Linked DNA regions of Pan troglodytes: region 2 is linked to region 1. The links are chromatin contacts, called in public Hi-C maps. All regions are on one chromosome and are shown on one strand. The core of a region is the stretch at or near the end of the contact, and the rest is flanking DNA. Distances in the headings are between cores, read along the strand shown. Region 1 has its middle 31 kb from the start of SEC63. Region 2 overlaps AFG1L (AFG1 like ATPase).

Region 1 (6,356 bases), core at 508-3,007:
CCAGGTCACACTTTAATCAACAGCAATCACCAGAAAATTCAGTTATGAACTCAGTAGAATTCAGCACTTGCCAAAAATTCTTGAAACATATGTTGTTTAAGAGTTACCATGTAAGGACTAATTAGCCATTATTCTTTTCAGTTCTCTACTTTCCATTTCTATTTCCTGTCAGTGCAGTAGAAAGTCATGGTGGCCGATGTAGGACTGTCTATGGGCAAATTAGAAAAAAGTGTCCCTCGGGCCAGGCACAGTGGCTCATGCCTATAATCCCAGGACTTGGAGAGGCTGAGGCAGGAGAATCACTTGAGCTCCGGAGTTCAAGACTGGCCTGGGCAACTTAGTGAGACCCCTTTTCAATTTAAAAAGAAAGAAAGAAGTGTCCCCTCCTTAAGACATCTTTTTGTATCTATTGGAAAACTGTCATAAACATCTGATTTTATTAAAACAAGAAATCTTGGCTAGGCACAGTAGCTCACAACTGTAATCCCAGCACTTTGGGAGGCCAAGGTGGGCGGATCACCTGAGGTCAGGAGTTCGAGACCAGCCTGGCCAACATGGCAAAACCTCGTCTCTACCAAAAAAAAATTAAAAATTAGCCGGGCATGGTGGCGCATACCTGTAATCCCAGCTACTTGGGAAGCTGAGGCAGGAGAATCACTTGAACCCAGGAGGCGGAGGTTGCTGTGAGCAGAGATCATGCCACTGCACTCCAGCCTGGGCAACAGAGCAAGACCCTGTCTCAGAAAAAAAAAAAAAAAAGAAAAGAAAAAGAAAAAAAGAACAAGAAACATTATTGCCATCTACCAGACTTTTTATTTTTTTGAGACAGAGTTTTGCTCTTGTTGCCCAAGCTGGAGTATAATGGCTCCATCTCAGCTCACTGCAACCTGTACCCCCGCGGTTCAACTTATTCTCTTGCCTCAGCCTCCCGAGTTGCTGGGATTACAGGCATGCACCACCATGCCCGGCTAATTTTGTATTTTTAGTAAAGACAGGGTTTCACCATGTTGGCTGGGCTGGTCTCAAACTCGTGACCTCAGGTGATCCGCCCACCTCAGCCTCCCAAAGTGCTGGGATTACAGGCGTGAGCCACTTCACGTGGCCTACCAGACATTTTTCATGATAAATATTCAAATCTACAATGTAAATAGCATCCCTCAGATTTACATAGGTGCCCTGGGTCAATGAAACCACCAATAATAAGAAAAGTAAAATATAGACATAGATTATTAAATTGTAAAAAAATTAAGGTGAACTCATCATATATAAAGGACATATCTTCCCAGCTCTGTCATTGAAAGTGACCCCCCTGTGGCACTCCTCTTACCTTCCCACCAACATTTTTATGCACTCCTAACACCCAGATTTTGTTCTCTAAAAGTATTCTCCATTAAACAGAACCAAGGTGTCTTCCATAAAAGAACTCTACACCTGTTTGGTATATCCTATTATTTGCAGGAAACAAATGTTACTGGAAAGGGGTCTGGATCCAGACTCCAAGAGAGGGTTCTTGGATCTTGCGAAAGAAAGTATTTGGGGTGAGTCCATACAATCAAGTGAAAGCAAGTTTATTAAGAAAGTTAAGGAATAAAAGAATGGCTACTCCATAGGCACAGCAGCCCTGAGGGTTGCAGGTTGCCCATTTTTATGGTTATTTCTTGATGATATGCTAAACAAGGGGTGGATTATTCATGCTTCACCTTTTTAGACCACATAGGGTAACTTCCTGACGTTGCCATGTCATTTGTAAACTTTCATCGTGCTGGTGGGACTGTCTTTAAACATGCTAATGCATTATAATTAGCATATAATGAGCAGCGAGAACAACCAGAGGTCACTGTCATTGCCATCTTGGTTTTGGTGGGTTTTAGCGGGCTTCTTTATTGCAACCTATTTTATCAGTAAGATCTTTCTGACCTTATCTTGTGCTGACCTCCTATCTCATCTTGTGACTTAGAATGCCTAACTGTCTGGGAATGCGGCGCAGTAGGCCTCAGCCTTATTCTACCCAGCCCCTATTCAAGATGGAGTTGCTCTGATTCAAATATCTCTGACACAAGGATGTCAAAGGCAATACTGAAAGGAAAGGAAGCCAACCAAAAGGGCTCCCATTGGCCAGCCTGTGATAATGTGAGCATTAGAAAATAACAATATCAATTTTAGATATCTTTAGTAGTAGTAATAGTAGTAGTAAGTAATAATATGACAGTTATTTTGAACTAGCTGAACCTGGATAGCAATGAGTTTATAACCATAATCAAAGGAGAAACACTCTTTTAAATAGCAACAGATAGTTGTAATAAATAAAAAGGGTGAATATTGAGGACTAAACTTTGACTTTTTTCTTTTCTTGCCCAAATTCCTACCTAAGGGGCCTGAGGAGTCACATCCTACAAACCATAAAGTCTCATCAGAGGGGCTTTATTTAACCCTATATAATGTGGCTCACTTTCCAACTTGACTCTGGCGTAACATCACATAACAAATAAGGAAGGAAATCAAAATATTTTCACTCCAAATATATTTCCTTGCCATATCTTGAAACTGCCCTGCAAAGTCATCTCTTGTAGGGGGAAATCCACTTTCTGTAGAGAATTCCCTTTCCCTTTTTCCAGGAGAGAATCAATAAATATTTACAATCTCTTCTCTCTGAATACTGCTACCTGGAAGCCTCATCTCCATAATAAGAACCTTGGTCTCTACAACCCCTTGTCTTAACCTAGGCATTTCCTTTCTTTTGATCCCAGGTCCTTAGATAAACTCTTTAACCAATTGCCAATCAGCAAATTTTTAAATCTACGGCCTGGAAGCTCGCCTGACCCAGTTGTTTTGAGTTGTCCCACCTTTCTGGACCCAACTGAACCAACGTAAATGCTCAAAAATGTATAAAACCAACCGCCTTGGGCACATGTTCTCAGGATCTCCTGAGGGCCGTGTCATGGACCATGATCACTCATATTTGGCTTGGAATAAATCTCTTCAAATATATTACGGAGTTTTGCTCTTTTCATCAACAATATGATAAAATAGATTTCATTTTTATTGATTTTGGTAAAAGTTATAGTATGGATATTAGTTGTTGTTGTTGTTGTTGTTGTTGTTGTTTTGAACTACGTAAGTAGAAAACAGTAAATATGGCCAGGTCCTATGGTTTACACCTGTAATCCCAGCACTTTGGGAAACTGAGGTGGGAGCATTGCTTGAGTCCAGGAGTTTGAGACCAGCCTGGGCAACATAGTGAGATCCTGTTTCTACCAAAAATTTTAAAAATTATCTGGGTGTGGTGACACATGCCTGTAGTCCCGGCTACCTGGGAGGCTGAGTTGGGAAGATTGCTTAGGCCTGGGAGGTCAAGGCTGCAGTAAGCTGTGATTACACCACTGCACTCCAGCCTGGGCAACAGAGCGAGACCCTGTCTCAGAAAAAATAAAAAGAAAAGAAAAGAGTAAATATAGACAGTGATGAGTCAAATTATCCCTAAAGAATTAGGTGTTCAGCCAGAAAACCAAAATCCCTACCAGTCCAGGGGCAGCTCAGATAGAAGCAGGTCAAAGGCTCTCTGGGAGCTGGTCAGCACTGGGAGTCCTTGGCAGTTGCCAGTGAAAAAGAGGAGCCAATTCTGTGCTCCAAGGCAACACATTACCCAAATTCCTCAAGGAAGAAGATCGTTAGTGATACAGGAGCTAGAAATAAATTATTTACGCAGATAGATAGTGAGGGCAAAAGAGTCCTTAGTAAGGGTTCCCTTTTAAGAAAAAGCAGCCCAAGGAATTATTATTTTTTTCTAACAAAGAGCAGACTGAAAAATCAAGCTGCAAATGTAGGTAAGCAAGCTGGAAGTTTGCACAGGGGAACACCAGCAGCTGTGCCAATAGAAAGGTGTTACCTGGGGGCCAGGCATATCCAACATGGAGGCTCCATCTTCCCTTTTTTGTTACCATGTGTACAGTACAGGAATGGACATCATGGCATCAGCCAGGCAGATAACCCATCTGCATAATAAAAGATTAGGGTGGGGGTGGCCATCTTTTCATGCCATATGCAAATGGCACACCTAGCCCTGACCAGTTTTTCACACCTATGCAAATGGTACACTACCTGGTCCAAACAATCTTTTGCACCATATGTAAGTCAGACACTGCCTCCTCAAGCTCATCTATAAAACGCCCTGCATTTCACTGCAGATCTAGCAACCCATTTCTCTGGGACCCCTCTCTGCTGCAAAGAGCTCTTCTCTTTCTTTCATCTATTAAACTTCCACTCTTAACCTCACTCCTTATCTGTCCATGTCCTTGATTTCCTCGGTGTGAGACAACGAACCTTGGGTATCACCCCAGACGACAAGGCCACTTCATTAGTAGACCTTCCTAATTATGAGCTATGGATGGAGCAAATGTAAGTTTCCAAGATATTGAAAGACCCAGAACAATGGGTGAGGTACAACCAGCCTTGCATGCAAAACTTAAAGAATATATCAGACACCAAATTTCAAAAGATTAAAATCTACTTGAAAGTCAGGAACTTAAGAGTCCTGTGATTAAATAAAGGAGACCAAATTATAAAGAGGGACCCCACCTAATGACCTTCACATGGTGCTGGGAGAAAAGCTGAGTGTTGGGAGAAAAGCTGAGGTAGGGCTTGCATGTCTGCTAGACTTCCTGGCTCCTTGCTTCTAGCACTCCCATTATCTCAAGTAGCCATATGTTTCTCATTCACTTGGTACACCGTTTCCTTTCAACCCCCACATCCTCACCACCTGTTTCTTTGTTTGATCACCAATAAATAGCGTGGGCTCCCAGAGCTCCGGGCCTTTGCAGCCTCCACACTCGCGATGGCCCCCTGTCCCACTTTCTCTCTCAAACTGTCTTTTTCTCATTCCTTTGACTCCGCCACACTTCGTCGCCCCCACAACCTGGTATTGGGTCTGATCACCCCAACAACATGGCCTGATGTAGATCTCTTTGAACTAGACAATTAAGTCCCAGATCCCAACCAATAATCAGTCAACAACCCCAATTCTGTCCTTGGTTGTTCTGAGATTGAAGAGCGAATTCATGAATTGTATAAGTATAATCAAAGACAACCAAAAATTTTTACTTTTTCTCTCAAAAGCTAAATGTAGTGTAGTGCCCCTGTAGTCTAAGTTAGAGAAGAATACTAACTGCCTGTTTTTCCTTCTGTGCTCAGTGAGCCTTGCCTGTACTTGCTAGTTTCACATTCCTTGAGGCTCAGCGAGTTCCTGCTTCAGCTTCCTAGCCCAGCTGCAAAGTTACGAGGTTGATACAGAAACATGGTTTCCCAAGGATGTGGAACATGTAGTATAGATAAATGTAAAAGACTGATCAACTGCCTTAATTCTCGCTTCTGTAAATACACTTCCTGCATCACGTAGCTCCTGACAACTGACTGCTTAAAAGGTGGCTGCTTTCTTTGTGCGGGGCTCAGACTTTGCTGGATGCTAGTCCTACTGAGCCAGGTGATCACCTTTTAATAAAGACCTTTCCTGAACTCAACGCTGTTTGGTGTCTCCCATCTTTGATTGTCCCGCAACAAGATTTTTTTGTTTTGCTTTTTCTTCTTTATTCCTTTTAGTGCTGGTAAAATCATTATTTTTTTTGAGATGGAGTTTCACTTTTGTCACCCAGGCTGGAGTGCAATGGTGTGATCTCGGCTCACTGCAACCTCTTCCTCCTAGGTTCAAGCGATTCTCCTGCCTCAGCCTCCTGAGTAGCTGGAATTACAGGCAGCCAACACCACTCCCAGCTAATTTTTATATTTTTAGTAGATACGGGGTTTCACCATGTTGGTCAGGCTGGTCTGGAACTCCTGATCTCAAGTGATCCACCCGCCTCGGCCTCCCAAAGTACTGGGATTACAGGCATGAGCCACCACGCCCAGTCAGTGCTGGTAAAATTAGTGCAACCCTGAGAAGTGTGAATAGAATATTCACCATATTCTACATATAGTAATATTTCTACAACTTCACTGTCATAGCTCAGGTTCCCCGGGAGACAACCTCTGAGATTCTGAGATTGTATGCAGGAGATTTATTGGGAAGTGCTCTTGGGGTTCACCATCTATGATGGGTAAGGAAAGCAGGATTCGGTGGTGGGGGAAGGTAAACTGCAATGCAATCACTACAGAAGTCTCAGCCAACCTTGCAGATTGCTGTGAATCTGGGGTGGCCCTTCAGAGATGTCTCAACTTGCTGCCAAGGGGCCAGGCCTTTGTTCTCTCTTATGGACAAGTCATTGAATGTAACATTCCCCCACCCCCACCCACCAGGAGGCATAATCTTGGAGCTTTCATTGGCAGAGAGACCCTGCTCTGGGAGGGGCTCAGTTATGAGCTGTTTG
Region 2 (6,333 bases), core at 3,544-6,043, 540 kb after region 1:
ATACAGTATCCAAGCATGTAGGCTGGCTAGTCCAGGACCATGGAGTGCCTAGCAAGGCCCCAGGCTTGAAAAGAAATCCCTAACCTCTCAACCTCCATTCTGCAAACATTTATGGAGTACCTGTGGGTGCCAGGCTCTGAGGACACTCTGTAGGGAACAAACAGATGCTAGCCCAGTTCTCCTGGAGCTTGGAGTCTGGTGATTCACCCCAGGCCAACTAGAAGTGACTTTGCGTTTTCTTCTTCTATAAGAACGTTACGGGATGTGTTTCTCAACTATCGACAACTGAAATATTAGTCAAAAGTTTACAACTATCAACACTCACCCCATGAGGGGAGCCCAATTCTTCCAGCCCCACAGGTGAAAGACCTCTGGAACAAGGAAACAATTCCTTATCAACCTGAATAGAAATGAGGCATTTTCAGGAGTTTGGGAGAACGAGGCCAATTTAAAAAGTGAACTTTCCAATATGGTGACTTAAACCTATGTGTATGTCTTAGTCTGCTATAACAAAACACCATGAACTGGGTAGCTTACAGACAACAGAAATTTATTTCTAACAGTTCTGGAGGCTGGGAAGTCCAAGATCAGGGTGCCAGATTTGGCATCTGATGAAGGCCCACTTCCTAGTTCCTAAGCCTCTGTCTTTTCTGTATAAACCTCACATGGTGGAAGGGGTGAGGGATCTCTCTGGGGCATGTTTTATAAAGGCATTAATCCCATTCATGAGGGCTCCACCCACAAGACCTAATCATCTCCCAAAGGCTCCACCTCCAATACCATCACCTTATGGGTTAGGATTTCAGCATATGAATTTTGGATGTACATAAACACTCAGATCTAACCTAGAACAGTTTCATCCTGAAACCATCCCCCTGCCCCTGGTCCATGGAAAAATTGTCTTCCACGAAACTGGCCCCTGTTGCCAAAAGGTTGGTAAAGTTTACATCATTGGCTCTTAAAACTTTTTTCCCCTAGGCTGGTGCAATGGGTCATTCCTATAATCCTAGCACTTTGGGAGGCCGAGGTGGGCAGACTGCTTTGAGCTCAGGAGTTCAAGACCAGCCTGGGCAACATGGTGAAACCCCCATTTCTACAAAAAATAAAAAATAAAATAAAAAAATTAGCCAGGTGTGGTGGCACACACCTGTAATCCTAGCTACTGGGGAGGCTGAGGCAGGAAGATCACTTGAACCCAAAAGGCAGAGGTTGCAGTGAGGCAAGATGGCACCACTGCACTCCAGCCTGGGTGACAGAGTGAGACCCTATCTCAAATTCCCCTAGGATCAAGAAAAAATAAGCTCAGCAGACAGAGCCAATCATGCATGAAGAAATCAGGGAATGTGATCTCAGGGTCATGAAGGTTCACAATGGATCAGTGGAGAAGATGGACTTAGGAATCTAGAATTTTTCTCCGAAAAAGCATACTAGCAAACCCCTAAGGAAAGAGAAAAATTCCAAGCCCACTTAGTGGCCATGAGTCTGTGTTGGTATCACCAGTCTGGGGTTACCAGCCTCACAGAGACAGAGTTTCCCAATTTGGTCCTAGATGGTGGGATCAGTTGTCCCAGCAGCTGAAGACTAAAAACAGCCCTGCCTTTCAGCCCTGGCTTTTAGATCCCAGGCACATTCTCCAGAACCCAGACCCACTGCTCATTTGCATTTGCTCTCCTTTAGTCATTGGTTGGATTGGAAAAGGCTCTCCAGAGGTTTGTCCTTAGGGCCTCCCCCTTAGGCACTGGGACCCTGTCTGGAGGCCTACACCAGCCTCTTTCTAGCTTCTCAGAACTACTGGTTTTTTTTTTTTTGCCATTACTTATTTCTGGTGTACACTTTTGGAGAAAGTTTTCCCTTTTAAGTTTTCTCTCTGATAATTTGATGTGTTTACTGCCTATCAGTTTAAATTGGTTGACTCTCTAGTCTCATTTAAGAGATTGTATATGGAAAAAAAAAGTTATAAAAAAAGGCATAATCTAAACCGGTAAGCCTAAAAAGTTTTTTTAAACCTATACTTAGGTTCTGTAAATTTTCATTTGTGATAGCTTTATTTTAATTTCTTTGTTTTATAACCAGGATTCAGCAGAAGGACTCTCCATGTTTACCGGAGAAGAGGAAATCTTTGCATTTCAGCGCACAATTTCCCGACTCACGGAAATGCAGACTGAACAGTACTGGAACGAAGGAGACAGAACCAAGAAGTAACTGCCACTTTTGCATAAATAAAACTCTAGACAAATGGTTAACGCAGGCAGAACTCCTTATTGTGGGACTTGAAGGAATCATTTCCTCATCATTAATTATGCACTTTGTCCTCTGGACCATTTTAATCTAAAATTGCTCTCAAGGATCTAGTGGATTAGTAAGTTAAACACTTAACATTTTTTAGGTCTGCTTTTTCTTATTTGGCCTTATTTCTGCACCATGAAATTAAAATCATCTCATTCCTGAAGATGAATGTAGGACCAGACATTTTAGCTTCACATTAAACCACCTGAATGAACCTTGAATGCACAAGTAAATGCAAGACGTCTGGATACCTTCAAGCTTTGGCTGCATGGTGGTGGCATGTTAGAAATACATCTTTTATAATGGGGGAAGAATGCCCTATGTTTCAATTCAAAACAAAGACAGTTTTCCAATCTGATATAAACTAAAAGGGATAATGTTTTAGAATATGGGCTTATATGTGGTTTTTTTTTTGGTTATGAATTACAGTAAATCTCCCAGGCCTTCAGATTTCTACGTAATGGAAGAATATGTTTTTAACCCTGAGATCAAGTTTAGTAGGCAGGACTTGATCTCAAGTGGTCACAAAGTTTTCTAAAAAAAAATAGAAAATTATGATGGGATCAAATAAGGAGCAAGTGTCAAATTCCAGCCAACAGGCAGATCTGCAGGCAGAGCTACAAACTCTGCAGCCAGGAATGGGGACCAGTGAGAGAGTGTGGGCGGGGGGGTGGGTGTCAGAGTCGTAGGCACTCCAACAGCAGAGGAGACTCCCGCTCACATGAGGCCAGCCGTACCCCAGTGGACAGCAGGCTCCTTCCCACTGTTGTAGACACTTGCTCTCCTTGCAGCATGCTGCCCCCGCCCTTGCCGCCAACTCTGCCGTGAGATGGACCTAATAGGAAATAGGAAAGAACGCCTGACAAGCCTGCTTCACAGGAAATCTGATTTGTCCTTCACTGAGCTCATCTTTTGCTTCTTTGAGTAAAACCTGGCTTTACTAACTATTGTCACAAAGTGGATCTTCGGCTGTGGATGAGTGTGAAAAACAGAAAAAATATAAAATCCACAAAATCTTGTGAAAATTAAGCATTTGGGGGAAGGTAAGGCATAGGTGAGTCAGTCCAATGAATACAATGGTCAACATAAGTAAGCTCTTTGAACCTATTTATTTTCTATTTATTATTATTTTTATTTTTTATATCTTGGCCACTCTAGCCATCTCCTGGCAGGGGTAGTGTGGCACAGCATGGCCCTATTTAATTTCTTAGTCAATAATCCATCACATAGTCTCTTTTAGATATTAACCTAATTAAGGCAAGCAGGTAGATGGATGAGTACCCAAGCCGAGAGAAGAGTTTAAATCAAGCCTTCTATAAATGAAATGTGGTTTAAAGATATTTTTATTGAAGTGAAACACAGTAATTTCAAAGAGGTTATGTAATAGGGAGAAAGGATGGGAAATAACCACTTTGTGCTGGATTGAATGCTATATATTTACATTAGCTCAGTTAAAAAAAATAGTCTTAGAAAGTGAATATTATAACCCCTGTTTAAAAATAAGAAAACTGAGTCTTGGGAAAGTTAAGTAGCTTGACCTGAGATTCACAGTTTACAACTACAAAACTCATATACTATATTTTATACCACACTGTCTCTTACTCTTACTATTTAAAAAAAAGAGATTGTTTTAAAAATTGATTCATTTAACTCAGTGAATGAAGTTGAAGATAAATTTACAACAGAACCATTGATTTGAACTCAGTGAATATAAAATGTTTAACTTTATTCTTTAGATCTTAGCTTTTTACTTTTCACATTCCTTTGGTAATTATTCTGTATCTTAATTTTTAAAAAAATCATGTGAATGGACAGACAGATAGATGGACAGTATGACCGATAGACAGACCTGTCCCTGAGTGTGAGTGTATGTAGAAGAGTCCCCCTGTCAAGTTATGTTATAAAAGTTCATCTGAGGTCAGATATTGGGAATAAAGTTTCATTTTTCCATTGAAACAATCACGTAATGTTAGTTGGGGTGCTGGTCAAACGCATAGAAGCCTATGTAATTCTCAGTGTAGCTTCCCTATAATGTCATTTTGGTACGAAAGAACTTAAACCCTGAGAAAAAAACTGTAGCTCAGTCTCCACCTAAGTAACTGGAGCATGTGCCCACTTCTGTGCCCCCAATCCGCAATCTCCTTCCCCAGTTCCAGGGGCCTGCTGGGATTGGCTGCAGTGGAAGAGGCTCTTTGAGCTGGGAGAAGGGTTTATGCAGAAAGTGGGGCTAGAAGGCTTTGGCTGGATCTCTGGAGGGGAGGGAGTTCCATGGTGGCTGGAAATCTCCAAAGTTGGTTTCATAAAATAGCATGCAAGAAAAAAACCCAAGTCTTCAAGAATAGCCATCACTAGGAAACAGTATGGTAGCTCTACTAAAAGAAAAGTAATGCCAACATGAAAAACAACCCCTAGATTGGAGAGCAACATTTCACTTTGTATGTCTTTCTTCTGAGCCCTGCCCCTATTACATTCTCAGCATTCCAGTCTTTCTCCATAGAAGTCTCTCAGCAAATGCTCTTTTTTTGAAATGCTTTAAATGTATACTTTGAGACAGAGGTTTGAGCTGAGTACTGCTGTGGAAAGCTCCTGCTCAATTCAAAACACAGACGGGGGGGATGTCTTTAGAGTCAGGAGAAAACATCATGTGCCAAGGGTGCTCTCCAAACTGATGACTAGTTCCCAGACTTAACAGAGGTCAAGCGGAGAAAAAGGAAAACTTTCTTTAGAGAAGAAAAAGAAAAATCTTATCACTTCTCATATTTCTTTAGGCAGTGTATGAGCTTATTTGCTGATATCACTAATCCTGAGATGAAAAACAGGATGGACTTAAGTAATTTTTAACCTATTTCTGAGGCCAAAAAGACTGTAGTATTATTTTAATCAAATTTATGCATTTTCAGTGGGACTTCAAATTTTAATAATAAGGCAATACTTTTATCTTCTTAAAGTATATTTCCTGTACTTATAAGTGTGCAAATGACATAATTTTAAAATTAGTTGGAATATTGAAAAAAATTAAAATTTCACTTGTAAAATAAGTGGATGTGCTTATATCCATTTATTTATTTAAGAAACACATGATGTTTTCTGTGTCCTGGGCATGGTTCTATGTGCTTTATAAATAAACTCTTTTGATCCATATAACAGTCTTATGAGATAGGTGCCATTATAATCATTTTATAGACAGGGAAGCTGAGACACAGAAAACAGCTAAAACAGATTAATGAATTGCTAAGATATAACCGAAGTCAATAAAATTAGCAAAGTGCTAACGTATTAAATTTTCCATTTCATTGCCTCTGTCCTGAAAACAGTATTGCTGGTCCAAGTAACTTGAACCTACACTTGACGGCTGCTTTATCTGAGATTAAAAACATGCAGAAGGATTGGGCGCCTGGGTCCCTGACATTTGGGTTCCTGATCAGTTACGGGAATCTGTCTTGCAGCAAGTCTGTAAGTTACCTTTATTAGATTTACTAATCTCAAAAGAAGTCACTTGCTGGTAGGAAAGGATTTTCTTTGGAAATGAGTTTATAACTTCTTTTACAGTCAGAATTAAGATGAATGTTCCCTATTGGCATATAGCAGTTCATTTTTCTGGAACAGAAAATTACAAATGTTAAAATCTGCCCTCTTGTCGAGTGTCTACTGACTCAGTCCAGCAGCTCACTAGGACCCTCACATCTGTTGCCCTAGCTGGTCATTTGGTCCAGTCAAACATGCCTGTCCACTGGCCTTTCGTCTGTGCTGTGTGGAGCCATCAGTCTGTCTTACCTGCTTGCCTAGGGGGCTTTCCGGATGTCGTCCCGAGAATTTTCCTGTCTCAGGGCTGTACTTTCTGGGTTCCCGGTGGTTGATTGCTGGTCTCTAATGATGCAGTGGGAAGGGCTTGAGATCTGGCATTGGAAAATTCAGTTCTGCTAATTATTGTTTTGTGACCTCGACCAAGATAGTGCTCTGAGCCTCAGTTGTGTCATCTTATAAATGGGAATCATAATGCCCATTTCATAGAGTTACTATGAGGATTGTTGGTGAAAAGCGCTTTGC

What was found. Hi-C and Micro-C count contacts between places; a contact is called where the count stands out from the background.
Region 2: a Hi-C map of induced pluripotent stem cells shows a contact between it and region 1, with 2.7 times the contacts expected there. The contact joins two enhancer-like sites. A contact is called at or near these places in 2 of 7 Hi-C or Micro-C datasets (induced pluripotent stem cells and stem cell-derived neural progenitor cells) and 1 of 1 other capture datasets (stem cell-derived neural stem cells).

The regions. Positions count from the first base shown.
Region 1 is chr5:119,897,019-119,903,374 of NHGRI_mPanTro3-v2.0_pri, forward strand. No RefSeq gene overlaps it. Among named protein-coding and RNA genes, the nearest start is that of SEC63, 31 kb to the left of the region's middle. Within about 2 kb of position 1,758, at least 1 of the 24 cell types and tissues checked has an H3K27ac peak or open chromatin away from gene starts, as enhancers often do. A contact at or near this core is called in induced pluripotent stem cells, where this site is marked.
Region 2 is chr5:120,436,623-120,442,955 of NHGRI_mPanTro3-v2.0_pri, forward strand. It overlaps AFG1L (AFG1 like ATPase), which reads left to right. Exons shown (of 16, transcript XR_010158135.1): 13 at 2,074-2,198; 14 at 3,078-3,340; 15 at 5,601-5,739. Among named protein-coding and RNA genes, the nearest start is that of FOXO3, 36 kb to the right of the region's middle. Within about 2 kb of position 4,794, at least 4 of the 24 cell types and tissues checked have an H3K27ac peak or open chromatin away from gene starts, as enhancers often do. A contact at or near this core is called in induced pluripotent stem cells, where this site is marked.